Regions from separate parts of the Sus scrofa genome. Here region 1 is linked to region 2. Evidence: chromatin contacts called from public Hi-C data. All regions are on one chromosome and are shown on one strand. Each heading gives the region's core, a stretch centred on a gene start, on an enhancer-like site or on the middle of the called end of the contact. The rest is flanking DNA. Distances are from core to core; before and after follow the strand shown. Region 1 holds the start of ARL9 (ADP-ribosylation factor-like protein 9). Region 2 holds the start of SRP72 (signal recognition particle subunit SRP72).

Region 1 (3,381 bases), core at 714-3,213, 34 kb before region 2:
TCACTGATGCTTCACATTTTGCTTATTCTTTAGTCTAAAATGCAAGCTTCTTCATGTTCGTAATCTCTGAAGAAAAGCTGGGATTACTGCAAACTCAAACCAAGAGTTCAGGCATGAAATGTGACTCTCAAGATCACTGTTCCTTGTCAAAAGTTATTCCTTTACCCCATGTGAAGGTAATGTTGTCTGTTTTACCAGAGATAAAATCTGTTATTAATTCACACTGTTTAAAACCAGAAAGTAGCTCTGAGTTTAGGGACTCCAGGAGCACAGAGCCCACTAAACTGATCCAAATAAAGCCCGATTTTTCTTTCTCTTCCCCCTCAATTTTTAAATTGTTGTAAAATACACGTTACATAAAAGTTACCATCTTAACCATTTTTAAACATATGGTTCAGTGATATTACATCTATTCATAATCCTGTGCAACCACCACCACTATCCATCTCCATAACTCTTTTCATCTTAAAAAACTGAAACACCAACTCCCACCTTCCCTCCCCCAGACCCTGGCGCTCTCCATTCTACTCTCTGGCTATGACTGACCACGCTGGGTACGCATAGAAGTGGCATCACCTTTGCGAGGACAATGCCTTGTTTCTGAAATCTCTCAATTAAACCTTAGTGATTGTCCCTTCTGGAAGCTGGAGGTCTGAAAACAAGTGGTAACCGCAGTGCCCACACAAAAGGTCTAGAGAGCCCCCAGCAGCCCGCACAACTTTGGAACATGCGCCTTGCCACAAAGAACTCAGCAAAGACTGCGGCCGCCCCCCCGCCCCCCGGCCCCGTGAACTTCACCTAGGGGGCTTTTTCGCCCTAGACCCGGCCAGGGCGGAGACCCAGCGTCGGCTTTATGGAGAGAGCGGGCCAGGGGCCGGGAAGAATGGGCCAGCGACGGTCGTTCCCAGTCCGGCGCATCCCACTCCACCCGCCGCGCGGCCGCCTCTCACGTAACAGAGCCGCGCTCGGCCGACGCCGGACGCCGGCCCCGGCCTCTCACCGGCGGCTCCGGCGAGGGCCCTGTCGTCGAGCTGCTGTCCGCTTTCCCTTCTTTTTCCCTGGCTCGCTCCGGCTCTCCCTCGGTCTCCTCTGGCCTCCTGGCTGGCTCCTGGCCCTCCTCTTTCCCCCGGACGCCCTCCCTCTTCCCCGCCGTCTCCCGCGTCCGCCCTCCCGCCCGCGCCTTTCCCTTCTCTCCCCTCTTCCCGGTCCCCTTCTCCATCACCAGCGCCGGCCCCCCCTCTCCGCGCGCCGGCGCGCTGGAGCCGCGGGCCAGGGTCTGGCGGCGGGGCCTCTGCGGGGCGCCGGGAGCAGACGTAGGCCCCCGCGGCGAGCGCCGCCCCTTGGGCCCGGCGCTTTGCGCTCGCGCGCCGGGGCCTGCCCGCCGCAGACTCGCCGCACGCGGGCTGGAGCGGGGCCAGCGGGGTCTCGCCCAGCCCCGGGAATCCCGAGGCTCGCCGCCGCGGTGCCGGGGAGGGCGGCGAAGCTGCTCCCTGGGCTGAGAGGGATGTCTCCGAAAGGCCTTCCCCCGAGCCCGCCCCGGAGGACCCCACCTTCCTCGCGGGGCACCATGAGCCTGCAGTGATGCTGTCCGGACGCTTACAGGGAGAGAGGAATGAGAATGTCTCCCTTATAAATTGGCTGCACTTGGCTTAAAACAGAATTCTTTGGAGATTAGTCTGCAAGGATCAGGGCCACCAGTCATATCGCGTAATAAAGTAACAGTCTGGTCTGATCTACTGTGCAGCAACTCAAGTACCACGGGGCTCTTCAAAGGTGGTGTAAGGTCGGGTAAACAGTTTAGCAAGTATATGGATGGTTCTTTTTATTATTTTGTTAAATTGGACTCTTTAGTGTATTTCACAATCCGACAAAGTTAACGCAATAAACTGACTTTATCAGATCTACCTCTCAAACAGGTTTTTAAGGAATAAATGAATGGCAGGTTCCAGAAGACTTTTGAGTGATACAACAGTTTTTTAAGTAGTTTTTAAGGTTAGTGTTTTCCAAGGAGTCTTGAAAATGCTAAGCTTAGTAGCTTAAAAAATGTTTACTCCTCGATTTATTTACAAATATCAACATAATGAATTTTCAGTGCAAACTAGGTTCTCTCAATCTCACTAGTTTTACTGTTTTGCTGGGAGGGACAGGGGGACAATTTTAGCTACTCAGCTTAAAAAATTCTTGATATACTAACAGAAGTCCTCTGTAAGATGCCAACACTCCAAAATGCCTTAATCCATACTCGCTGCTAACATGATTTATTTTAAAATGTGCCACAGCAGACGGATGTACCCATATTGGTTTTTATAAATGTACACACACATACAAAGTGTATATGTCACTGGTTAAAGATCTGTCCCAAAGAAGAACTCCTAGAAAGTTAATGTAGGTGTTTACACTTCATTTAACAATTACAACTTATTTGAACTGCAATTTCAGCTGCTTAGTAATGACTGGCAATTACAATGACCGTTAACTTCATTGTGCTTTGGGTCAAAATTTTCAATGATGGATATGGATAATTTTCACCAAAAATCTGTGGCTTAGTTAATCTAAAAAATGAGTATTCTTCACCACAGAAATTTAATGGAATCCAAGTCATAAATTAACAATTATTTTTGTAATGGGGTATATACTCATGAAAAGGAATCTGTCACTCTTACGAAAAGACTATTCTGAGAGCCCAGAAAGTAAAATGACACAGTAAGTCATTCATAATGCCAAGGTCTCTTGTTCTCTATGCCACCACATTCTGATCACGCTAAACAGGCAGCGCCACACTTCTTCCTTGGGTAAAGGAGGAAAGCCTTTTAAAAAACTCTCTGAAGAATTTTTCAGTAGATATGTTCAAACACAGCAGCACTTTATTAACAAGGACAGACAGAGCAGTATGAACACAAGGAAACAGTCCTAAGCTGACACCGAGCACCAGCCTGGGCAGCATAAAATGAATACGAACAAGAGTGGGCGTCCAGGGCGTCTGCCTCATGCCTGTTCAATGGGAAAGCGACTTGTAAGCAAGGCAAGACCAGAGACCCGGAGACCACAGCCTGACTAAAAGACTGCATGACTCTGAGAAGGGCAGTGAGTGGTGGTCACAGCCCCATGAGAAAGAGGAGTCATTTGAGACCTATTAACTGGGCCAAACAGTTGGGCTCAGTTTTAATCCTGTACTCTGAGGCCGATTCCCTCTTATGTAGGAAGTCAACATTCATGTTTGTGGTAGGGGCCACTGAAAGCTTTCTGAGTGACAAAATCCAAATCCATCTGACCTCAGAACACTGGGTCTAAGAGACAACTTCTTGCAACACTGATACATTTCCTTTGAGATTGTTAATAAATCAACATAATAATTTGAAAATGACATGGGGGCACAAAGAA
Region 2 (3,171 bases), core at 360-2,859:
AAGCAAAGTGAAATAAAGAAGCAAGAATGGGAGTTCCCATCATGGCTCAGCGGAAACGAATCCAACTAGGAACCATGAGGTTGCAGGTTCAATCCCTGACCTCAATCAGTGGGTTAAGGATCCGGCGTTGCTGTGAGCTGTGGTGTAGGATGGTAGCAACAAGCTCTGATTCGACCCCGAGCCTGGGAACCTCCATATCCTAAGAAGACAAAAGGCAAAGTAACTAAATAAATAAACGTCCAATAAAAAAAGAGAAGAAGCAAGAATGAAGCTGTTTACTATAGCTTTTTCATCTTGGGACACACGCTACATCATACATATTTCATTACTTCACAGCAAAAGAAAAAAGTTCACATAGAACTTGGAAGCAAATGTCAGCTTTGAGTACAGGGTTGTCACTAATGCCTTGAGGTCCTGGACAAGTCATTTGACTGCCAAATCTCAATTTTCTTTTCTTTTTTGTCTTTCTGCCTTTTCTTGAGCTGCTCCCAAGGCATATGGAGGTTCCCAGGCTAGGCGTCTAATCGGAGCTGTAGCCACAGGCCTACGCCAGAGCCACAGCAACGCTGGGATCCGAGCCGCGTCTGCGACCCACACCACAGCTCACGGCCACGCCAGATCCTTAACCCACTGTTAAAGGATGAACAGTAAAGGCTGTTGAAAATTCACACTTGTATGTTACAGAAATACCTCGTATGTTATTTCTGTAACTACATTTCCACACCTAACAAATACAGGGAATATCTTCAGGTAAAAATTTACCTCGACAGAGCTTAAAAAGCATGGCCGTATTACACTTGGATGACGAAGGATAAAATATGGGCTGAACGTCATATCGGAGGAGCTGACTCGAAATGATCAGATAAACTTTGCTTTGCAAGGTTATTTCAAACGTCACTGCTTTTACACACTCTTTTTCTGGTGTGGGGCGGGCCTGTCTGCGGACGTCGGATCCAGCCCGAGCCTCTACCCCGAGTGGGTGCGGCTTCCACCTCGTCAGTGCTAGCTTCCCAATGACGTGTCCTAGGCGCTGCCTCCCCGCGCTGCGCCCCAAGAGAACAGGCCCCTCAGCGATACTGTCTCATCACCCCGCTAAAAGGCGGGCGAAAAGGACGCGATGGGAATGGAGCATTTGCAAGACTGGACGTGCAAACAGTGCAGTGTAATAAAAACACCTTGGAGGGGACTCCGGCAGCTGCAGTCCCTTCAGAGATGCCCTGGCCTCGCGCAGAAGGTAGAGAGGGAAGCAAACGTGGCCTGAAGCCGCCACGGACCCAGGGCCGGCCAGGACGCGGAGGGGCTGCGTCCCGCGTCCGCTGGGCGCTCCAGCCGCGGCGGCGGTGGGCTCTCCCCTCCCCGGGTCTGCCGGGAGGTGGTCACGCGCCCCCGAAGGAGGCCGCATCCTCCCGGCGGGCCGGCTCCCCCGGCCCCGGCGCCCACGCGGGCACTTACTCTTATTGACGGTTTTGAGAGCGCGCGTAAAGTCGCCGTTCTGGCCGTAACGGTTCACTTCGCTCCAGAGTGCAGGCACCGACACCCCCCCACCGCCGCCACCGCTCGCCATCTTGGCGGGGACGCGGGCGACCTCTGACCCGGAAGAGGATGCGGAGGGTCCGCGCGAAGCGGAAGCCGGGGCCGCGGGGCTCGGGGGTCGGAGGCACCCAGAACCGTGAGGCGGTGTCGGCTCCGCCGGCGTGGTTCGTAGAGCTAGGAGTGCACGTAGACAGAGCCGATGCGCCGTACTTGGAGCGGGTTGGAGGAACAACCCCTGAAGCCCGGGGCGGGGGGGCGGGTAGCGGGGCGGCGGCGGCGCAACGTGCGTTTCCGGGGTGGTGGCGGCGCAGCGTGCCTGCAGAGGCGGAGCTGGGCAGCAGTCCCCGGAGCCTAGGGGAGGCCTGTGTGGTGGGGAAGCACTGCTGGAAGCCGTGGGAGGCCTCGCTAGGGGAGGGCAGGGCCGAGTCGGCTTCCTGCTGCCTAGAACTGCCCCGAGGAATCACCGTCCGAAGGGGGTCTGGGCAGGGGATTCGGAAAACCTGGGGCTGGTTCTGGGTAATCCAGGCGGAGAAGCGAACATGAGGAAAGGCACAGAAAAAGCAAAGACTCTCCAGGCGCCAAGCATGTTTGGTGAATCCCCCTCGGCTGCCAGGTCGGGAGCAGTGGGCACTAAGGCCCGAAGGGTAATGAGTTTGGAGCGAGAATACCCAGGTACCATTCCTGGCTCTGCGACCCCCCAGATGTCTGACGGAGCGGGATGTCAGAGTCCCAGTTTTCGCCACCATAAAGTATGGGTGACGTATCAGGGTTGTAGGATAAATGATACCTACGCATCCGGGCACAATAAGCGCTGGAGTGACACAGGAATGTAGGGGTTAGGATGTGTTTGAGGGTCAGGACCGAGTACCTAAAGGAGTGTGCTCCTCCGGAGAATGACAGGCTCTTCCATTGAACGCCTCCTCTGCAGACCCATTTTTGGCACCATCTTACCGCTTCCTGCCACTCCCCGCCTCTTTCCCAGCAGCCTAGCTAATGCCTTTTCTATATCGCTGTGTCCTTCTGGTTCCAGAGAACAAGTTAGCACTCTGATTGCGCAGCAGTTCCCCCATGACACCCTCTTGGAGCTCTCTACCCTGAGCACTGCTCGTTTAAGGTCCGTCTCTCCACAGGGACTACAATTCCTAGTGGCCCTAGGATTTAGCACGTTTCCTGGCCTATAGTTGGAACGCTACTTTTTAACTGAATGGACTTTTACTTATTTCTCCCCTACTCTTTGCGTTCTTTGTGAGCAGAAGCGATGTCCAGCTCCTGGTTATGTCCCATGGCGCCTGGCACATTCCATCTGTGGTCCCTATGTGCAGTGGAGAAACGGCACTAATGGTCCAGTGAACTCTGCCTCAGGAGGGTACGATCTCTTGTGAGTTAGTACAAATCACCAGGAGAGCTGTGGACCTCTGCTGCCTGCATAACTGTCACACGTTTCAAGCCATTTATATCTGACTTTCAGATGGATGCAGAGAGCTCTAGATGATATTTGGTGTACCCGAAACTTTGTGGGAATTTTTCTGAAGATTTTGTAGCTTTCATCCAATTCTCCAAAGAAATTTATATCATCTCTCCCCCTGCCCACCTCCACCCCAAAAGTTAAGAATCACTGTCTTAGTAGTGCCTTTTCAG

The links. A called contact is a pair of places that touch in the nucleus more often than the background predicts.
Region 1: a Hi-C map of embryonic fibroblasts shows a contact between it and region 2, with 2.4 times the contacts expected there. The contact joins the promoter of ARL9 here to the promoter of SRP72 in region 2. A contact is called at or near these places in 6 of 47 Hi-C or Micro-C datasets (embryonic fibroblasts, epiblast stem cells, fetal heart ventricle and 1 more).

What each region holds. Positions count from the first base shown.
Region 1 is chr8:55,761,484-55,764,864 of Sscrofa11.1, reverse strand. ARL9 (ADP-ribosylation factor-like protein 9) reads right to left here and starts at 1,963. Exons shown (of 4, transcript XM_003356938.4): 1 at 1,551-1,963. It overlaps SRP72 (signal recognition particle subunit SRP72), which reads right to left. Exons shown (of 20, transcript XM_021100536.1): 20 at 2,567-3,381.
Region 2 is chr8:55,727,640-55,730,810 of Sscrofa11.1, reverse strand. It overlaps SRP72 (signal recognition particle subunit SRP72), which reads right to left and starts at 1,609. Exons shown (of 20, transcript XM_021100536.1): 1 at 1,453-1,609. The coding sequence starts at 1,564.